Regions from separate parts of the Ovis aries genome. Here region 2 is linked to region 1. A link is a contact called in public Hi-C data. All regions are on one chromosome and are shown on one strand. The core of a region is the stretch at or near the end of the contact, and the rest is flanking DNA. Distances in the headings are between cores, read along the strand shown. Region 1 has its middle 170 kb from the start of CDCA7L. Region 2 has its middle 37 kb from the start of RAPGEF5.

Region 1 (3,679 bases), core at 330-2,829:
TCCAACAGACCTAAAACCAGCCAGCAATTCAGTCATCAGATGAGCGATCTGGGAGAAGATCTCTAAGATCACTTTCAGCCCCTGGCTGTGAAGAGAATTGGTGCAGATCTGCAATTGCTAGAGATAATTGGTTTTGTTTTGTTTCAGGAAGTGACTAGGCTGATGTGGGAAACAAGAACTGTTCATGGTCCTTTGTGTCCCGTTGACCTGGGCTGGGCCTCAGCTGGGAGGGAATGGCAGTGGGCCAAGAGCGGAAGGGCGCCTCACCCTTCCCGACCCGGTGCCCCTGCTGACTCCACAGTACAGTCCTAGCAGACATGAAGGCCTGCAATAAACAGACGAATAAAGCCCTGGAATCAACACAGCAGGGTCTGCTTCCAGCACAGAGCCAGCTGCTGCCTCCCCAGGGGTAAGGAGGGTCCACAGTGAGGGTGAACCTTGTCCTTTCAGCTGTCATTATATTCCTGGCTGCTGCCACCTGGCCTCACTCTGCCTTCTTGCCCAGAACCCGACTGGAGCCAGCATGCAAGTCTGGCTGGACTCTTCTCCTCCCCACCCCAACATGCTGTGGCCGGGACCCTTCTGCACCTAGCCCCACTCCCCCCAAGTAAGGCTCGTCCACTCCCAGATCCTCTTGGGTGACCCATCCTGCACTGAACCCCCTTATCACTGTCTCAGTTCCTAGAGCAGGTCCCACCCACGACTCTGGGGAACCACCCTTCATGGCCTCACCACCCATCTTGTGTGGGCTGCCTCGAGGGTGAGGAAAAGGACCAACCTCACAGGCTAGACTGCCAGGTCGAATCAGACTCAGGCATTGAAGAGTTGGGAGAACCAGCAAAAGTTTCCACCGCCATCTTAGCTGCTGTTTCTGCACCTCAGAAAATGGGAGTTCATATGCCTTCTCCCTCACAAAGTGGTATGAGAAATAAGATGAAAATATATAGTAGTACATCAGATGATACGAGGTTCCTAAAGAAAAAAACGCTAAAGCAGGGAAGGGGATTGGAGAGTGCCAGGGAGAGGGTCAAAGTGCCAGGACAGGCCTTTGTTATATGAGTTGAATTAGGCCCCCTCAAAACTCATATGTTACGGTCCTAACCCCTAGGATCTCAGAATGTGACTTTATTGGGAGACAGGGCCTTTACGAAGGTTATGAAGTTAATTTGAAGTCCTTATGGTATAAGCCGTCTAGTAGGACCCACATTCTTATGAGAAGTGAAAGTGTTAGTCGCTCAGTCGTATCCAACTCTTTTGCAACACCGTGGACTGAAGCCTGCCAGGCTCCTCTGTCCGTGGAATTCTCCAGGCAAGAATACTGGAGTGGGTTGCCAGTTCCTTCAGGAGAACTTCCCAACCCAGGAATCGAACCTGCACCTCCTGCTTGGCAGGTGGATTCTTTACTACTGAGCCACCTGGGAATCACATTTGATACTTAATGACAGTTTGTGGACTAAGGGCCTCCACTGCTGTGGGGACTAAAATGTGAGACATTCAGGCCATCTGGTGGGCATGTGCTGATCCTGCTCAGCGTTTAGGTTGCAGTTGTAGATTCCTGTTCTTGAGGTCCTGGTTAAATCAAAGGACACAATGAGGCACTGTTGTGAGTGAGAGGCTTGGCTGCTCTGCTTTACTGGGCCACGGTCCAGTGGGTTCTTGTTTTGTTTTTGCAACACAATGCAGAGTCTTTAAAAAAAAAAAAAAAAACAAATCAAGGGAATGAGAAAGGAGCCAAGCTGGAGAACATTGACACTTGAAAGGGTCAGGCAGGCACTGTCTGTCATCTGCTGTCCCCGAAGGGGATGAGGCTTCCCTGGTGGATCAGCTGATACAGAATCTGCCTGCAATGCAGGAGACCCAGGTTTGATCCCTGGGTCAAGAACATCCTCTGGAGGAGTGCATGACTGCCCGCTCCAGTACTCTTGCCTGGGGAATTCCACAGACAGAGGAGCCTGGTGGGCTACATACAGTTCATGGGGTCACAAAGTGTTGGACTTGACTGAACGAACTTTCTTTCAAGGGGATGAGAGTGAGAGCCAGGCTGGAATGGATCAGGCAAGTTCCTCCACACTCCCTCCTGTTGACCATCAAGTGAAAAGTCCCAAACCTACAAAGCACCTGATCTGAGCCCTGCTTGATTCTCCAGCCTGTCCTCTGGTACTGCTCCCCACCCCACCACACTCCCCAAGAGACACACGTTCGCTTCACTGCTGCTGCTGCTAAGTCGCTTCAGTCGTGTCCGACTCTGTGCGACCCCATAGACGGCAGCCCACCAGGCTCCCCCATCCCTGGGACTCTCAAGGCAAGAACACTGGAGTGGGTTGCCATTTCCTTCTCCAATGCATGAACGTGAAAAGTGAAAGTGAAGTCGCTCAGTCGTGTCCAACTCTCAGCAACCCCATGGACCACAGCCCACCAGGCTCCTCCGTCCATGGGATTCTCCAGGCAAGAGTACTGGAGTGGGGTGCCATTACCTCCTCCTCGCTTCACTTCAGCCAAGCTCAACCTTTCAGGCAAGCCCGCAAGCCAGAGGACTCTCCATTCTACCATCCCCATTACCCAGCGGGCACTCCGGCACTAGGCGGTGCTGTGCTCTCGCGGGGCTACGGCCGTGAACGTGAACGAGACGCACGATCCGCCCTGCACGCGCGCACCTGCCCGGGGTGAGGCCGCTGCTGGCAGGGCAGCTACTCGCCGCCCCTCCAAGGGACGCTCCAGCCTCAGCGCCGCGGGGGAGGCTGGCCGGGGCCCTCAGGCCTGCGTGGATTTCCTCCCCACTGGCTGTCTCCGCCGGCCCAGGTTTAGCCCTCAGGTAGGTGTCCCAGGCGCAGATGAAGGGCACAGTTCACGGCCCAGCGATGCTGCAGCGTCGGCGGGATTCGCAGCCTTGCGGGGCCAGCGCTGCCCGCTCCAGGACCCCGCGGATGACGGGAGTTGGCTGAAGAGCTCCGGGGGCTGTGGATTAGAGGTCGCTTCAGCCCCTTCCCAGTGTTGTGATGTCGGAGGAGCTGGAAGCGATTCCAGCACATTCCTGAATGCGTATAGCCAGGGTGAATCCAAGTCCCCTTTCCCAGAGCAGGTACCAGCTAGGCCACACCTGAGGTCTGTGCCAGCAGTTCAGAGGTCCCAGGGCCACCACGGTCACGTTCTTCCTCGAGGCCCTGAACGCTGTCCGCAATTCAGAGGAGACCTCCGGAGGCATTAGCTGAGGCCTGCTCAGAAATGACCCTCTCACTGCTAGGGGCGCAGAGAACCCTTGTCCTCCGCTCCACCCCACCTCTTCTCCCCAACAGTCCTGCCAGGGCTAAACTTTGGCCACTCCCAGATCCCACGAGGGCTAAGAATTTGCCTGACTCTCACAATGGCTGAGCGCCCTTGTTGCCCCAGCCATGTATAAGCTGCTGAACATTCCCAGGTGTGACTAGCCTGGTGCCCCAAATTGGGGTGGAGGGGGATGGAATGAAGGTATAAAGCTCGGTTTCCTTCTTTCCTCTTCTTTCCCATGAAAGAGCCTTGACGGCAGATTCAGCTGGAAAAGAAGGACAGGTCCCCTCAGTCACGCGCAGTGGCCCCAGTGGTCGCCGCTGGGCTCCTTTTGTTCTTCAACACCAACGGGGTTGGGGCCACAGATTCTCTGGAGAGTCCAGAGTCAAGATGTGGAGAGCAGCCAGCGGCCCTC
Region 2 (3,679 bases), core at 735-3,234, 350 kb before region 1:
GACCAAGCTGTATAGGCAGAATATAAAGAAATGGATCATGTTTAGTGCAGTGTCCTGGAGTTAACTGTCTCAGGGATCTGTTGCCCCCTAAGTGTGAAGGGACTAGGGGAGGCCAGAATTTCTGAGAGGAACCCTGAGAGGGCAGCTGTATAGACAGTTGCCGGACAGTCACTGAAGCTTCCCACAGATGACGCAGTCAGCTCCTGATGACCCGGAAGGAGGATGCCAGGGGGCTAAAAGCCTCAGCATCTCGGTTCTCTCACCACCTGATCATCTGCTGGTGCCTTCTTTTGTGCAATCCCAACTGACAGCAATCAGGAATGGGGTCATTGCTGTGTTCCTTGCAGGTCAACCTCCACAGCTACAGGACAGGGCAGCTGTGGGGCACATAAGTGGCCTGATCCTGAGCAGAGCTGGACAGGGTTAGATGAAGGAAAAGCGGCGCTTCTTGTGATAACTGCGTATGACTGTCACCCTTTCCAATTAGCAGGCCACGGTTATGTGCAAGATCGCATCAAGGATCGCATGTCAACTCCAAGGAGGTGACTGGTGGTCCCTTTTTCTAGACAAGGCAACTGGGTAAGTAAGCTGCTTGGCATTTTTGAGCTTTAAAGCCACACGACTGGTAAAGTGGGATTAGGGCCCTCTTGAGTCTTTTGGTGTTCTCACAAATGCTTCCAGTCAGCTGTGGCTACAGTGAAGCAGACTCTTCATATAAATGACTGCCTGCATCACTTTTGCAAGGCTGCCTTCACAAGGCCCCACAGACTGGATGGTTTAGAACAGCGAACGCTGGTCTCAAGGCTCTGGAGGAGAGAAGCTGGAGACTGAGTTGGTGGCGAGGTTGGTCTCGAGGGAACCTGCTTCACGCCTCCCTCTGAGCTTCTAGCGGTTTGCTGGCAGTCTCTGGCATGTCTCGGCTTGTGGGTGCTTCACCCTGATCTTGACCTTCATCTTCTCGTGACGTCATTCCCATGTGCATGGCTCTCTTTGTCCAAATTTCCCATTCTTACAAGGACACCAGCCCTGTTGGATTAGGGCCAATCCTAATGACCTGTTAAACATGATTATCTGCAAAGACCCTTTTTTCATTTAAGGTCAGGTCCACAGCTACTGGGGTTAGGACTCACACATGAATTTGGAAGACACAATTCAAATCATAACCGTTCCCTGTTATCATTCCTGTCCAAAGTATTTATTGACCATCCTGCACCTTCATAGTGCTAGGAAGAGTCAACTTATAGTGCAAGTTCAGCTACTACCTATGACCTCATTAGCTTCTTTACGGTGGGGTCCTGACAGCAACCCCTCACAGAGCTAGTGGAGGTTTCAGTGGCATGATGCATATTAAATGTTAAGCAACGAGTCTGGCAGAGTAAACACCTAATAACTAGTAATGTCAGGTTATCACTGTTTCCTGGCACAAACCCAGGGGTGGGGTAGCTGGACGATATGGTACCTCTATCCTCCGGCCTCAAGGACCCTCCATGATTTCCTCCACAGTGGCTGCTTCCAGCTACCATCACAGAAGTGGGCTAGGAGAGCTCCCCTTGCCCCATGATCTCCCCAGCATGCATTCTTGCAGACTGGTTGATGATGCCTGCCCTCACTGGCTGCAAGTGATTCCTCCTTGTTGCACTGCTTTGCATCTCTCAGGGAAGGAGAGGCAGTCAGGATCCTTCCATGTGACATTTCTTTTTTCTTTTAAAAAGAATGTGAGAACACTTCACATGATGAAATTGGATTCGTAAAACCTGGCGCCATTTGCAGCCTAGGTCACTGCTTGAGGACAAATGTTACAATGCTTAGTCCTTGTGAGTATTATACCTAAATTCCCATCGGACCAAGTTTGAAAGATGTTATTGAGAGGTATGGCCACAAGGTGGCAGCACTTCCCCATTCCTGCTATCCGTAATGTGTATGGACCAGAGGCTTGGTCAAAGTCCTGTTTCTGGTATGTAAATCAGCAGAAAGACCAGAAGAAACTCCCAAGGGGTTATGTCTCATCCCTTCTTACCCAGTACCATTCAGCACCACCAAGCAACCCCCATGCCTAGACCAATGCACACCCCCTCTTTTGAGTTCTGATGAAAATGCTGTCTTCAAGAGGTAAGGAGACTCTTAAGGCCAGAGGCCGAAGTTGGAAACACCATCAATGGCAGACGTGCAACTATATGACTTTTGGAAGCTCTTCCAGCCCCAAAGGTCCCCCATCCTCTGGGTGCACTAGGGTTGTTTTAGCTGTAGAGAGTGAAACTGGGTCTGGAGATTGTGCTTTTCTCCCTAAGGATGTACAGGACAGGTCTACCGTGAGGAGGATCATGGGTGCACATCGCTGTCAGCTCCCTCAGCCCCAGGAACACCCAGCCAAAGGAGGCGAGCCTGCTCAGGCTCCAGCGATGTGACCCAAGTCTGATTCCTGGGGCCTGAGGGGACTACAGTAGTTATTTTTTTCAGTGGTTAAATTAATGTCTGTTTCACGTTGGAGTAGTTGATGGACAATGTTGCGTCTGTTGCAGTTGTACACCTTGATTCAGGTATAGGTGGAGGTATAGCCCGCCTTTCTGGATCCTTGCACCGCAGTTCATGCATACAGTTCATGCACGGCCTGCATGCAGTGGGGAGAGTGCTGCATCAAATGCTGCCTCGGGTCATGGGGGTGTTAGGTCCCCCACGCTGTTCCCACTGTGGTTGACGTCGGTTGCGCACCCAAGAGCGTGCAGGACCGTTCCCTCTGCCTATTCCCCCAACCTCAGCATGAAATGTGTGCAGTGTTTGAATATGGTCGTCTTGATTGGCAGCAGGTGGTGCCGCCTTGGAGCACTCATTTGCATTCGTAAGAGAAATATGTCCTGCACTCTCTCCGACGTTTTTCCTTGTGGTTTTACATTTTTCTTTATACTGAGGGTGAACAAAATTTCCAGGCTGAAAGCGCTTCCTGAAAGCCTGTCCTCTTTCAGGTTTGTGTTCGGTATCCTGCTCAAGTCCCATGCTTGACGACAGGTATTGTTTGGAACCTCTTAAGGCTTCTGAGTATTCCGTTCCCAGAAGCCCGTGGTTGAGAGGGGTTGTTGCGAGAAACGGCCACAAGGCGGCAGCTGCTGCTGGGGAAGGAGAACCTTCCTGAAAGTTGGTTTGCTGGGCTCTAAATATGAGCGGAAAGCGCCAGAACAAATTGCCAAGGGCTTGTGCCTTATCCTTAGTATCCTCATTGCCATTCAGCCCCACCAAGTCATCCCCACCCCGACACCAATCCCACCCTTCTATTCCGCTCCTCTCTAGATGCTACCATCTAAAGGTAAGAGACTCTGAGTACCGAGCCTGGAGGTGGGAACTCCGCCCCTCAGCCACCTCCAATAGGAGATGCGCAGACCAGGCAACTCTTCAAATGTCTTCCATTCCAATATGTCCTCCACTTTCTGGGTGCACTGGGGTTATGTGAATCCTGCAGGGACAAACTGGGTCTGGAGATTGTGCTTTGCTCCCGAATGGGGTACGGGACAGGTCTACTGTGAGGAGGATCATGGGTGCACATCGTCCTCAGCTCCCCCAGGAGTGTCCAGCCCGGGCAGGCAAGGCTGCTCAGACTCCCATGATGTGATCCAAGTGTGATTCCTGGGGCCTGGGGGGACTACAGTAGTCATTATTTTCTCAGCGGTTAAATTAATGTCTGTTCACG

Evidence for each region. Hi-C and Micro-C count contacts between places; a contact is called where the count stands out from the background.
Region 2: a contact with region 1 is called in a Hi-C map of hypothalamus, with 7 times the contacts expected there. The contact joins two enhancer-like sites. A contact is called at or near these places in 9 of 16 Hi-C or Micro-C datasets (blood, hypothalamus, liver and 5 more).

The regions. Positions count from the first base shown.
Region 1 is chr4:31,824,066-31,827,744 of ARS-UI_Ramb_v3.0, reverse strand. No RefSeq gene overlaps it. Among named protein-coding and RNA genes, the nearest start is that of CDCA7L, 170 kb to the right of the region's middle. Within about 2 kb of position 1,579, at least 23 of the 54 cell types and tissues checked have an H3K27ac peak or open chromatin away from gene starts, as enhancers often do. A contact at or near this core is called in hypothalamus, where this site is marked.
Region 2 is chr4:32,178,941-32,182,619 of ARS-UI_Ramb_v3.0, reverse strand. No RefSeq gene overlaps it. Among named protein-coding and RNA genes, the nearest start is that of RAPGEF5, 37 kb to the right of the region's middle. Within about 2 kb of position 1,984, at least 8 of the 54 cell types and tissues checked have an H3K27ac peak or open chromatin away from gene starts, as enhancers often do. A contact at or near this core is called in hypothalamus, where this site is marked.